Regions from separate parts of the Zea mays genome. Here region 2 is linked to region 1. Evidence: chromatin contacts called from public Hi-C data. All regions are on one chromosome and are shown on one strand. The core of a region is the stretch at or near the end of the contact, and the rest is flanking DNA. Distances in the headings are between cores, read along the strand shown. Region 1 has its middle 60 kb from the start of LOC109939645. Region 2 holds the start of LOC100273113 (putative beta-13-galactosyltransferase 4).

The links. Hi-C and Micro-C count contacts between places; a contact is called where the count stands out from the background.
Region 2: a contact with region 1 is called in a Hi-C map of ear, with 1.8 times the contacts expected there. The contact joins the promoter of LOC100273113 here to the enhancer-like site in region 1. A contact is called at or near these places in 3 of 25 Hi-C or Micro-C datasets (ear and leaf).

Annotation. Positions count from the first base shown.
Region 1 is chr5:21,343,835-21,350,432 of Zm-B73-REFERENCE-NAM-5.0, reverse strand. No RefSeq gene overlaps it. Among protein-coding and RNA genes, the nearest start is that of LOC109939645, 60 kb to the left of the region's middle. Within about 2 kb of position 2,537, at least 19 of the 20 cell types and tissues checked have an H3K27ac peak or open chromatin away from gene starts, as enhancers often do. A contact at or near this core is called in ear and leaf, where this site is marked.
Region 2 is chr5:21,434,518-21,441,144 of Zm-B73-REFERENCE-NAM-5.0, reverse strand. It overlaps LOC100273113 (putative beta-13-galactosyltransferase 4), which reads right to left and starts at 1,630. Exons shown (of 11, transcript NM_001147562.1): 1 at 1,495-1,630; 2 at 1,296-1,392; 3 at 1,135-1,190; 4 at 821-1,023; 5 at 659-722; 6 at 466-538; 7 at 248-368; 8 at 48-135. The coding sequence starts at 1,391.

The DNA.
Region 1 (6,598 bases), core at 1,288-3,787:
ATGTACTCACTCGATTTCTCGAGTTGATGTACCAACGATCGATCTGCTGGGGTTGAAGGCAACGCGCCCTTCTCATGCGCTCCACGTGGTGGTGCCCCAGGAAAGCAACCAAGCGTATCCTGCCACTACATGCATGAAGCATCAGCTCTTTTATTTCCTTCCGGAGAGAATATTTTGCATCTGCTAGATATGTATGCCTAGATTAGATCTCCATCAACAATATGTGTAAGAGCATCTGTAACATATAGCTTCTTAAAAACAATTATTGAACCATGGACTATACCAAGTACAAAAGGCTAAGTGATTATATAAATGAAGCTTCTTTCAAAAGTTTACAATATTTGGTTGCTTATAAAAGATTAAAGAAAAGACCCACCAATTTTTTCCACAAAACTTAATGCATCTGCAATAAATCACGATGTAAATTGTAAAATTGTTAAAAAAAATAATAAAATAAATTTTGAAAAACATGTGTATGATATTTTTTGAATGAAACACCCTTAAAAAAATCCTAGATCCGCCGGTGCAACCAATAAATAAATATCATGTCATCAAAACCCATTAATTTAATTTAGAAAAGGTTTTAAAACACATTTTTCCTATGGCTAAATTTGTGCCAAATTAAACTGTCTTAGAAAGTTGGATATAAATATTAAAAGCATTATATATTTTTTAATTCAGTGTGTTCTATTTATAATCCAAAATTAGAAATATTAGGGCGTGATAGTTTGCCATGTGTGATGTCTGTAGGCGAGTATTGTTTTAATTAGTTACTACCTTCGTTTTCGAATAATTGTCGTTCGCTAGTTTACTTTTCAACTAAAATACGGTGTGGTGAATAAAAAAGAACGGAGAAAGTACATTTAAGTGTGATGTTTAAGAATTTTTTTTGTAGCACTAAGGTACTGCTTTGCGGGGGTACTGCCAGTTTATGTGGTATCAACCTTCGTCGACAGTGTACATTGGTTGTCGAGAGGCGCCAACGCCCCACCACTCGCACGGTATGCCACCCATGCATGCATGCATGCATGCCATGCGGCCGGCGAGCTGACCCATATGATTCCTGCGTGCCGGCCAGGGTTGCCACGTGCTGTACTGCGCACAGGCACATGTATGCGGTGTGCCCAATCACACAACTACCACCGTCCCTCTTTCATATCGATCGCCGCCACTATTATTTTTGGGTCCGGTCACTCACTGTGTCCCATTTTCTGTGCTTAAATATAAGCATTTTCTTTAGTTATTACTACCGTTTTATTTTTTTAAGACATTATATGTCTAACATATGAATAATTTTGGCTATTTGTCCGGTGTCCTATTAGAGCATCTCCAAGAGACTAGTTAAATGGCTTGCCAAGCTAATTTTTTGCTATTCAACAGCAAAATAACTTTCCAACAGATTAGCTATTTGACTCGCCAAGCTATCTGACTCTCTAAATTAGTTCTCTCACTAGCTAAATTTGGCTAGTCATCTGACTAGCAAAACTAAATAGATAGTCTGTTGGAGTAAGATGCTACATATAGAGTGCAACCATTATGAAAAATTAAATAGAGAGTTAAATAGAGAGCTAAAAATAAAGAGTTTATTGGAGATGCTCTTAGCTGCCCTAAACGACAGCGACACGGTCTCTAAAATATAACTTTGACAAATATTTTTTTTGTTAGAAATATAAATAAAACTCTTAACACATTTATACTTTAATAAAGTACACGTCAAGACAAATTAGAGCATATAGAAATTAGGTTTTAAAACTAAATAAAAAAATAGTTATTTGAAGTCAAAATTTTATAAATTTAACTTAAACCTTGTCTAAAATGACTACCAATACTACGCCGGAAGGAGTATGAGAGTTTAACCAATGGGCCAGCATGGTTGATAGACTAGTATAACGTATTATATAAGATAGGTTTCTCCTGTTGTTGTGTGCATGGAACTGACCGATCGACATGTGATATTATTCATGTAGAGAAACGATGCAGCAGTAATCCAACAAAAAAGTAATGTACAGCAGGAAGTACACCTTTTCCCCCATCTTCAAGGGGAATTTCTCGCTGGGCTTTACCATATCCAAAATAAATAAATAAATAAACATATGTACCGTTATTATATACACAAACCGATCCCAGCACATCCCTCTGGAAATCCCATCAACCAATGGCATATTCTGTACTACTATAGCCAGCAGAATCTGGTTTGCCAAGAACGATAGCTTTGTCGATCTGTCAACTCATCCACAGATTCCCCTTTCGATCAAATCAAAGAAACCAATCACCATCCTCGTAAGATTAGCCACAGTAATCTCTTTTTGCTCCCACTCTCACCGTCCAAACCGGACAGCGACAGATCGTATCTGCAAAAGTTTAACGCTTCCGATGGGATAGCAATGGCGTATGTACGTCCCTGCAGCTGCTTGGCGCTCACTTCAGAGGCGCTCGAAAAGAGAAACGGCAGGCGGCTGCATCTGCGTGCCTGCATCGCATGTGTGCGTCTCCGCATGGGGAGCCGGGTCGGCGGCACGTGGCCACGCCGGTGAGGAGGCGCTTGCCGACTTGGCGTCCGGCCGGCAGGGACGGTGGCTCACGTTGTGCTCTCTGCTGCGGCTCTGTTGGGCTGGCTGCCGCTCCAAAAGCTCCGGCCGGCCGGCTGGCTGCGTGCAGGCCAGTGACGCACGCCGTGCCGTGATGCTTTGCTTGCTTTGTTGTTTTCTATGGGTGGTGTGTGTACGTGTAGGATGGATGGCGGTTGGCCTCGCTTGCTTTTTCTTTCTTTTTTCCTGTGTTTTTGCCCTTTTGGGATCCCAATGTCGTTGCTCTGTTACGTTGGCAGATGGGGACGGGGCCTGTAATGGTTCAGGAAAGATGGGGTGACGTATATATATATACTCCTTGTTTGTTTACGTACTCCCGTTGTCTTTCCATCTCTGTCGTCGGCGGCGGCACTAGTTGGAGTAAGCAGAGTATATTTATGTGCCTTGTGCTCTCGGCATTTCCTTTAGCTTTCACGTTTCAACGCTGTAGGAGTACATGTTTTTGCACTAATGATGTGCGGGCTTCATATTATTATAAAACACTTCTGTCACGATTCTTGAGGAACCATATCAATTGTACCACTTGACTTAACAAAAATCGTGGATGACTTATCAATTAATGAAGATTTGTTAAGTCATTCAGGGTTGGATGCTCATTACCGTATAGTGACGAATAAGCCGTACCTCTTTATAATAACAAAAAGGGATTACATATCAACATATATCTTTACCTCGTATATGTGCTCTCTTTATCGTGTTACCTCTTGCAAATGAAACAGGATCTCCAAATCTTTTCAGGCCTCGACTTCTTCAGGGAAGAGAAGGGTGACGGGCCAAGGATACAACATGTAGCGGTGCTTTATTAACATATTAGCTGAGTGCCCGTGCGTTGCAACGGGAATATATAATACCAGTATACTATGATAATTTAAACAAAATGTGTGTTATACCGTTATGAGAAAATGTTTCATAATCAATTTGTGATTCTGGCCATACATAAATTTTGTTATTTTAATCTATCTGTTTCACCACTACACTGCAACCATCAGTATCATGCAGACTTCGATATATGTCACGATTTGCATGGTCTCATCCTTGGAGAGTATGTTCCACACATGCCAGAAAAAATTTCCTCGTACATCGTTAGTCATCAGACACGTACCACCATATGTTCTTTTTGCTTAAACAAAAAAGCAAGTGTGTGTGTTTGCGAAGATAATTAAAGGCAAGCCGGCACAAAAGCTACCCCAACGGTGGCGAGGATGAAGAACTGGTCATTGTTGTCGGTCCTCCTCAGCGTCACCTCCGCCGCCAAGATGACGCCACAGTCCTCGATATAGTAGTCGTCGAACGCGCGCGACATACCGAGTACTGATGACTCTTAGATGGGCTGTAAAATGAAGTACACCCCGGGCTCATCAACAAGGTAGTACCCCTGGTCGTTATACCACCAGATGCGCTACTCCTCTACATACATCATGTTCGAGGACACTCATACAACGTCAGCAACGGCTATCGTCCCAGCGCACAAGAATTCATGGCCGGTCAGTAGCGACTTACGTGGCAGGTTCGGCTTCAGCTGGACGATGAGCTGAACGACGTGATGGCGTCGTCGTCGAATGCGGTGCCCAGAACAACCCGAGAGTCGCTGACGACCATGAGGTCCCCCTGCTTGATTGAGGTCCCCTGCTTGACGATTGTCGGGGACCATAATTAGGGGTACCCTCAAGGCTCCTAATTCTCAGCTGGTAATCCCCATCAGCATAAAGCTACAAAGGCCTGATGGGTGCGATTAAGTCAGGGATCAGTCCATTCGAGGGACTCGATCACGCCTCGCCCGAGCCTAGCCTCGGACAAGGGCAGCCGACCCCAGAGGATTTCCGTCTCGCCCGAGGACCCCCTCCAGCGGCGAATATATTTTCGGCTCGCCCGAGGCCCTGTCTTCGCCAAGAAGCAACCCTGACCAAATCGCCGCACCATCCGACCAAATCGCAGGAGCATTTAATGCAAAGGTGGCCTGACACCTTTATCCTGACGCGCGCCCCCCAGCCGGCAGAGCCGAAGTGACCGCCGTCACTTCGCCGCTCCACTGACTGGCCTGATAGAAGGACAGCGCCGCCTGCGCCACTCCGACTGCGGTGCCACTTGACAGAGTGAGACTGACAGGCAGTCAGGCCCGGCCGAAGGCACCATAGGAAGACGACGAACTCCGCTCCGCCCGACCCAGGGCTCGGACTCGGGCTAAGCCCCGGAAGACGGCGAATTCCGCTCCGCCCGACCCAGGGCTCGGACTCGGGCTAAGCCCTAGAAGACGGCGAACTCCGCTCCGGCCGACCCATGGCTCGGACTCGGGCTAAGTCCCGGAAGACGGCGAACTCCGCTCCGCCCGACCCAGGGCTCGGACTCGGGCTAAGCCCCGGAAGACGACGAACTCCGCTCCGCCCGACCCCAGGGCTCGGACTCCGCCCTGGCCTCAGCCGATGGTCTTCGCCTCGCCTGAACCAGGGGCTCAGACTCGACCTCGACCACGGAAGACAGACTCGACCTCGGCCTCGGAGGAGCTTCCACATCGCCCAACCTAGGGCGCAGACCAGCCACGTCAACAGGAGGCGCCATCATCACCCTACCCCGAGCTGACTCGGGCCACGGGGAACAAGACCGGCGTCCCATCTGGCTCGCTCCACTAGATGGGCAATGATGGCGCCCCGCATATTCTGTGACGACGGTGGCTCTCAGCCCCCTTACGGAAGCAAGAGGACGTCAGCAAGGACTCGACAGCCCCGACAGCTGTCCCTCTGCCAAGCTCCAGCACTCCTCCGACGGCCACGACATCACACCAGCTGGGTGCCAAAATCTCTCCGGCTGCCACGACGGCATGTACTTAGGGCGCTAGCTCTCCTCCGCTAGACACGTAGCACTCTTCTATACCCCCATTGTACACCTGGATCCTCTCCTTACGCCTATAAAAGGAAGGACCAGGGCCCTCTTAGAGAGGGTTGGCCGCGCGGGGACGAGGATGAGACAGGCGCTCGCTCGAAGCCGCTCGCTCCCTCTCCCGCGTGGACGCTTGTAACCCCCTACCTGGCGCGCCAACTGTCGGCGTTTCGAGACCGGGGGGTCCCTGAGCCGACGAGTGAATGTCGCCGCGTGCCCCAGCCCAGATGGGTCGAGCGCGAGGCCGAGCGCGAAGGAGGGAAAGCGAGGCGGCCGGAGACCGGCTTGAGAGAGGTGGGAATCCTGCGGCCTTCGTGATAGTCGCCTAGGGGGGGTGAATAGGGCGAAACTGAAATTTACAAATATAAACACAACTACAAGCCGGGTTAGCGTTAGAAATAAAATCGAGTCCGCGAGAGAGGGCGCAAAACAAATCGCAAGCAAGTAAAGCGGTGAGACACACAGATTTGTTTTACCGAGGTTCGGTTCTTGCAAACCTACTCCCCGTTGAGGAGGCCACAAAGGCCGGGTCTCTTTCAACCCTTCCCTCTCTCAAACGGTCCTTCCGACCGAGTGAGCTTCTCTTCTCAAATCAAAGCCGGGAACAAAACTTCCCCGCAAGGGCCACCACACAATTGGTGCCTCTTGCCTTGATTACAATGGAGTTTTGATCTCAAGAACAAGTGAGAAAGAAAAGAAGCAATCCAAGCGCAAGAGCTCAAAAGAACACGGCAAATCTCTCTCGCTAATCACTAAAGTCTTTTGTGGAATTGGAGAGGATTTGATCTCTTTGGTGTGTCTAGAATTGAATGCCTAGCTCTTGTAAGTGGTTGAGAAGTGGAAAACTTGGATGCAATGAATGGTGGGGTGGTTGGGGTATTTATAGCCCCAACCACCAACTTGACCGTTGGTGGAGGCTGTCTGTTCGATGGCGCACCGGACAGTTCGGTGCCCCAGCCACGTCACCAAGCCGTTGGATTCTGACCGTTGGAGCTTCTGACTTCTGGGCCCGCCTGGATGTCCGGTGCACACCGGACATGTACTGTTCATTGTCCGGTGCGCCAGTATGGGCGTGCCTGACGACTGCGCGCCTCTGGCGCGCATTGAATGCGCCTGCAGGTAGCCGTTGGCGCCGA
Region 2 (6,627 bases), core at 381-2,880, 92 kb before region 1:
CGACAACAAGAACATGAACATTTTATACGGCCGGCGACGGGACTTACTTCTGGGCTAGCACGGGGCCAGATTTCATGCAGCCAACGTAAGCTCGCGGCTTGGAGCGGTGCCTCGCCAGCGTGTTTCCAAGAGTCGCTGCAGTGCGCTTCCAAAAGAACTCGTTAGTCTACTGTGTTTGCCTTGCCGGGACCTGAACATGCATGGGATCAACGTCGACGGCACTGTTCTGTAGTCAGTCTGTACGCACCTATGTTCACATGCACGTCGTCGTCTACCTTGACGTAGTACTCCGCGTCCCACGTGGACACGGCCGCCACGAAGTACGCCTTGGTCTTCGCCGCCAGCTCCAGGTACCCTTCCACGTGGTCCTGTCAACGGTTGGAGGAGGCCATACATTACATGCACATTCCAACAAGAGCACTTCAGTTCAGTACTGAGTCGGACGACGGGATCAGTTCGTTTTACCAGCCTCATGAAGTCCCCGTGCTTCCTGTCCTCCGCGTCGATCGCTCGGTCAAGTATGCCGCCGGGAGTCGCGCTGCGTGGATGGCAGCAGAACAACAGTTTTGTTTTTGTTTTCCTTTTTCTGAATCAGTAACTAACAGCGTAGAGAGCTGTCAGGTCGTCTTTCAGTCACATATATGAACTACTCACTCACCTGTGGCCGATGACGAACCGAATGACGATGCCCTTCTCTTCCTCCATCGTCCTCCTCTTCTCGCCTGCAGTGGAACGAACCCAACCGACGGTCAGAGCAAGTTTCAGAGTGCGCAGGACGAGACTTGTTTCTGGAAAAGCACGCACAAGAGACAAGACCAACCTTGAGGCATCCATGTCGCGCGGACCGAGTCTCTCCTCTTCCGGCTGCTGAACGCGGTGTTTACGCCGACGACCATGAAGTGCTTCCGCTTCCCCGTGGGCTCGGGCACCGGGGCGCCGGCGGCGCCGTGGAGCATGGACTCCTGCGTCGCCTTCGCGGACGCTAGCTCCATCTCCAGGTTCGAGATCGTCCTGTCCAGCGTCCTGATTGATCACAGGCAAAACAGTTCGATCGGAAGTCGGAACAGATAATACAGCATATTGCTGAATGCGGATTGCTCTACGTCAAGAGCCAGGCTAGGCTAGGTTACTCACTGGATGACATCTTGAGTTCTTGGAACCTCTCCGGGAACGTCTCTTGCATCGCCGGCCTGTAACCGACCACGAGGAGAATGTTTACACTACAGACCTGTCTGTCTGCCCATGGCTCGGAGCAGAAACACTGGAAGCACAACTGCGCGGCATTCGATACGTACGCTTTTCGGAGCGCAGTCGCCGTCGACAAGGCTCATCTTCTCCACCTCCAACGTCGACCTTCTGATGATCTCCTTCGGCTCCGGCACCGTCCACATCCTGCATCAAACAAACGGTCCTTTTTACCGTCAACAAGTACAGCTCTTTTGACCATACGCAACCTCGGTGAAAGAAAAAGGCACAGGGCGCCCTGCCACGCACTGCGAGACTGTGACTGTGTTGTCGGCGGCGGGCGTCGACGGGTAGGCAGCGCTCGCCTTTCGCGCGCGGAGGCGGACCGGCTCCGCACGGGATGGGGATAAATGGTCCGCCTTACCTGCCGGCGACGCAATAACCGCCGCACCCCCCGAATCTTTTTTTTTCGCCGGCAAATAAAGGCGCGTCACGGCCGTCGTCGCCCAAGTACAGCACAGCACAGGCGCGGTCCAAGTTTTCCACGATCACCACGGGCGCGCGGGGACCCAGGGCCCTCTTCATTCCCCCTGGTTGCTGCTTTGGGCTGAGTGGAGAGGGCACGAGCACGAGCACGATACGGGCGACGGAAGTACAGTACAGCAGCGGCACTAGTTGCCCGGCAGGTACGCGACGCCCCCCCATTGACCAGGGAGGGCGAGGCACGCTGGACAGGCAGGCGCCATGAGAAGCTGGAAACTTGGAGCCGTGGGACGACGACGAACGAAGCCAAGAGCCACGGATTTTGCGTGCTACGGGGAATTGGGAGACAATAGTAGAAGGGAAGGGATACGAGATCGTGTCAACTTGACACTGAATTCGCGATCGTGGGATATGAGAACGAACGAACCGCTGAAACGGATCCAAAACACCAAACCAAGAGCCGGCCGGAGGAAGGAGGAGGAGGAATTGAAGCAGGGGGCGCAGCGCAGCGCAGGCAGCGTTACCTGTTGGTGAAGAGCAGGCCGATGCAGAAGCTGCCGAAGCAGAGGAGGAAGGTCCACTTCTTGGAGATGGAGCCTCGCAGCACCAGCTCGTCTCCTCCTCCTCCTGCAGCCGCTCCCTGCCCCCAGCCCCTGCTGCCGCTGCTCTTGTTGAAGCTCATCTTCATCGATCTCTTTCCCAATCACTCTCTGTTCCCCTCTCTCTATCTCTCTTTCTCTCTCGACGACCGACCCCAGGGGCAGCGCGGCTCTCTCTGGGCCTCAGCGCTGTCGGAGGCTCGTCAGGGCCCTACTAGCTGCTCCTCACTCGCCGAGAGCTCATGATCGCAGTCAGCCCCCCAAGAACTTGAAGGAGGCACCAAGCGATGGTCCCGGCCTCTCTCCTCCTCCTGCTCCCGCGGCAGTCGCTCTCGCTTTTGTCCAGAGCAAGTCTCTCTATCTGCCGCGGCTTTTCGTTCCTCGCCCACTCTCACCCTCTAGATTCCCGGGCTCCCGATGATGCGCAGGTCCTCCTCCTGCCGGCTGGGGCTGCTGCTGCTGCCACCACCACCACCACCACCACTGGTTGGTGCCTTTGGGGTGAAGGGGAAGCTAGGCCAGCAGGCCAAGGAGGAAGGAAGGCAGGCAGAGGCAGGCAGCCACGGACATGACGCACCAACTGCGCGTGCGCGGGCGGGAAGAGTGGGGTCTGGACTCTGGAGGAGGGAAGGGATCTCGGGCGCTCTCTCGATCGGGAGATTTATTCGGCACAGTGCCCGCGGCCACTTGATCCGTTCAGGTCATTTCCGGCCGGTTTATGTGCTGTATATAGCTCAAGTGGCACAATTAATTGGGTGTTTGCTGTGCTCTACAGTGCAGTGAGGGGAGTTTGAACTGCCTGGAGGAAATGCCGGCTTTGCCCCCCTCTCCCCGGTTGTTGGTCAAGTCAATGGCGCCATCCTCTGCCCCTGTTTGGAAGTAAGCCCTCCCATGCCATGATCCTATGCCGTGTGGCCCGGGGAGTGTGGGTCGGGAACTGTGCGAATGCTTGATCTGCTGAGATTTTTCACAATTCTACCTCACTAGCTTGATCTGCGTTTTCTTTGCAAGAGGCTAAGGTCCGTTCGGTTATTCAGCAACATCTTCCAGAAGCAATTCACAGCTGGAACGACTTTGTGCCTATCCTTCGGGATCTCATCTTTATTTTAAATTTCACTATGTAAACAGTATCATCTACATTACAAGTTATCTATTTTACATTGATTTGTTGTCTTCGCTTCACTTGTAGAGTTGTAGAATTCAAATGATGGGGCCATGCGGTAGTGAAAATCACTGCTACTACTACGAAGGACCATTAGTTTTTTTTTGGAAAGATAGATACTTCAAGGTTTTTCCGTATGACGACTGACTACTCATGACTCCGAGGTTGTGCTCGCTCCACTCCCTACTTATTGATCATTTTACTTTTGTCTCAAGTTAAGCTCCAAACGTATTGTAGTTATTTCTTTTTCGTTAAACTCTCCGGCCGTCAATTATGTGGTGTCTTGTGACGATGATAGTGCACTTGTTTGAACTTGTAGATAGATGTCAATACAATATGCCGTCTTATAGATCCAGAAAAGTTGACTTACGACAGAGTTTTCTTTAGTCAAATTTCCTTCGATTTGACCACATTGTTTTATAAGAGAACACATGTTTACTGACACTACGTAGTTACTGTCTGATGCATGAAAGTCCAACATGAAGCCACTGCCACACGGATGTTGTGCTAGCTACTCTCTATATCTACTACTTATTAACGCACGCGGTAAGGGGTAGCCATCCTCATTCCGCCCTCCCTGCAAAGGGACATACCATTCCCGGCTGCCATTCTAATCTAAAATTAAATTAAATTTAAAAAACACAAATGTAGCCTCAATGGGATTCGAACCCGTGACCCCTCAAGCAAATGTGTTCATAGCTACCACTGTACCATATATGTGTTTATGTCAATGTTTGTTACAGTAAAAATATCTACTACATGTCTCCCAAATCCCATCTGCTACCCTTGCACAATGTGTAGTAGTAGATAATTATCAACGAGATTACTGAATTATATTTTTGGACGGAGACAGTAGTATTTAAAGAAGAGCCTTGCATGCAATTTCTTTTTTTTATAATATTTTCAACTTAAATTCCTTTTTTATATGTGTGATATTTATTCTCCGTAATATTTTTTTTCATGGACCTGACTTGTAAGTCATTTTCATAAACCAACGTCAAATATGAATCCATGTTTCTTACTTGGAAACCCGAACAAACACCACTGGCAGGAGGCCCGTGCCTTTAATTCTATTCGCAGACACATACACTTGCCTTTTTTGTTTAAGCAAGCGTGTATGGTGGTGCATACCTGATGACTGACAATGTATGAGGGAACTTGTACCGGCAGGTGTGGTACGTGCTCTTCAATGATAAGACCATGCAAATCGTGACATATATCGAAGTCTACATGATACTGATGGTTGCAATATAATAGTGAAACAGCTAAATTAAAATAACAAAATTTATGTATGAACAGAATAAAAAATGGATTATATGAAACATTTTCATATAACAATATAAGACACATTTTGTATATAAATTATCATGTTATTATATGTTTCCGTTGCAACGCACGGGCACTCACCTAGTAAAGCTATTAAAACTTCAATAAGTTTGGCGCAGGATAACTATGGAGTTTTTTTTGTTTTGACGTAGAGATACTTTTGTTTTTTTTAAAGAAAAAAACACTTAGTCGTCAAAATCACAAAATTTGAGCCGGAAAAAAACTATAGTTTGGAACACATCAAGTATGCTTCAGAAATAAGTACTTTATATTATGTTAAATAATACAAAACCAGGTGTTGAGCACCATTTTGAGTGCGCGGACGGTCCGGCCCTGGGGTCGGACGGTCCGGACAGTTCGCGCCTATGGGCCGGACGGTCCGCGCAGGCGCAGAACAGATTAGGGTTCCGAGTTTCTTGCTATGTTTGTTGGCGAAAATCTCGGGATAAGCTCGGAAATTAGTTTGTAAAGGGTCCAGCCCCCCTCCTCTATAAATAGAGAGGTATACGGCCGATTTGTAATAATCAATCGAATCAATACAACTTCTATTTCGCATTTTATCTTAGGAGTAGTTCTAGTTTAGCCCTAGTTTAGCCTTCCAATCCCCAAATTCTCTGTCTCTCTTCGACTCTACGTCGATTAGAGGAGTCTAGGTCGGTCTACCCGAGCCTAGACAACTCCTAGGATCTCTCCTCCCCGACGGGGTCCCTCCCGGGAGCGAGATTCAGGCGCCGCCGGCGATCTTCCGCCGCCCCTGCGCAAGCGCGGACCGTCCGGCCGTCAGGCACGGAACCCGAGCTCCTGCACCAGGTCGTGGACCGTCCGGCCCTGGGCCGTGGACCGTCCGCGCTTGACCAGAGAGCACCGCCGCTGGTTCTCTTGAGTAATTGACGCCTCCAAAAAGGTGTCAACACCAGGATGAAAGCAAGGTTATTAGAATAGAAGGAAGCGATCTGGAGTACAGAAAGTGTTGCTTCCGAATTCCGATCCATGGTGGCCTTCGGTTACCATCCTTGGCGAAGAGGCAAAGGATCTAGTTCCCTTGTCCACTACTGCTACTGAATACTGATGGTGCCGTGCCCTTTACATTGTTCGGTCGATCTAGTTCCCGGGGATTAAATAAATAATGTGGATTCCGTTCCCCAGCCCAAAGCAAAGCACACTATTTGACGATCGAATTTCAACTAGAACTTCTGATTAAAGCCGGTTGTTCGCTTCGGATTAAGGTCTAGAGGATGTTTATTTTTTAAATTAAAATCAGATGTTTAGACTGTTGTAGCTATAATTTATAGAGATAAAAATACGGTCGATTTGCATCCTCTTCCTCCAGGCACGCACGTTATAATGATGTCGCTGAAGAGCGCGGGAGAGCACAGATCGATCGACCAGCTAGCTAGCTAGCTAGCTATTAGCAGCTGGAATGCCCTGCAACGTACATACCTGTACAAGGATTTTTTTTTTTTGGTCTAGCCGCAAAATCACCGGGAGCCACACGTATTAGGTTTATTGTTTGGTTTGTGTAATGAAATGAGTTGATTCATCACCATTTGTCTATTTAATACGAGGAATAAGTCCATCCCATAATACACCACTTTATCTAAACGCCCCGTACGTACGTAGATGCGACGGACGAGAGGTCGGACGCATGCTGGATTGGATTTGGATCGGTCGGGAGATGCATGCGCTAGCTGGCCGCTGGGACGGGACGGGATCGGAAAAGGAAGGCTGGCCGGCAGCCGGCACGCATGCATGCAATGAGTTGCGGCAGCTGGGGCTCAGAATCCTCGGCACGCCTCATGCCACTCATGTGCGCTCTGCGTGCAAGCAAATCGTTGTCTACCCGATCGAGCCGTATCTAGAGATGGCAATGGG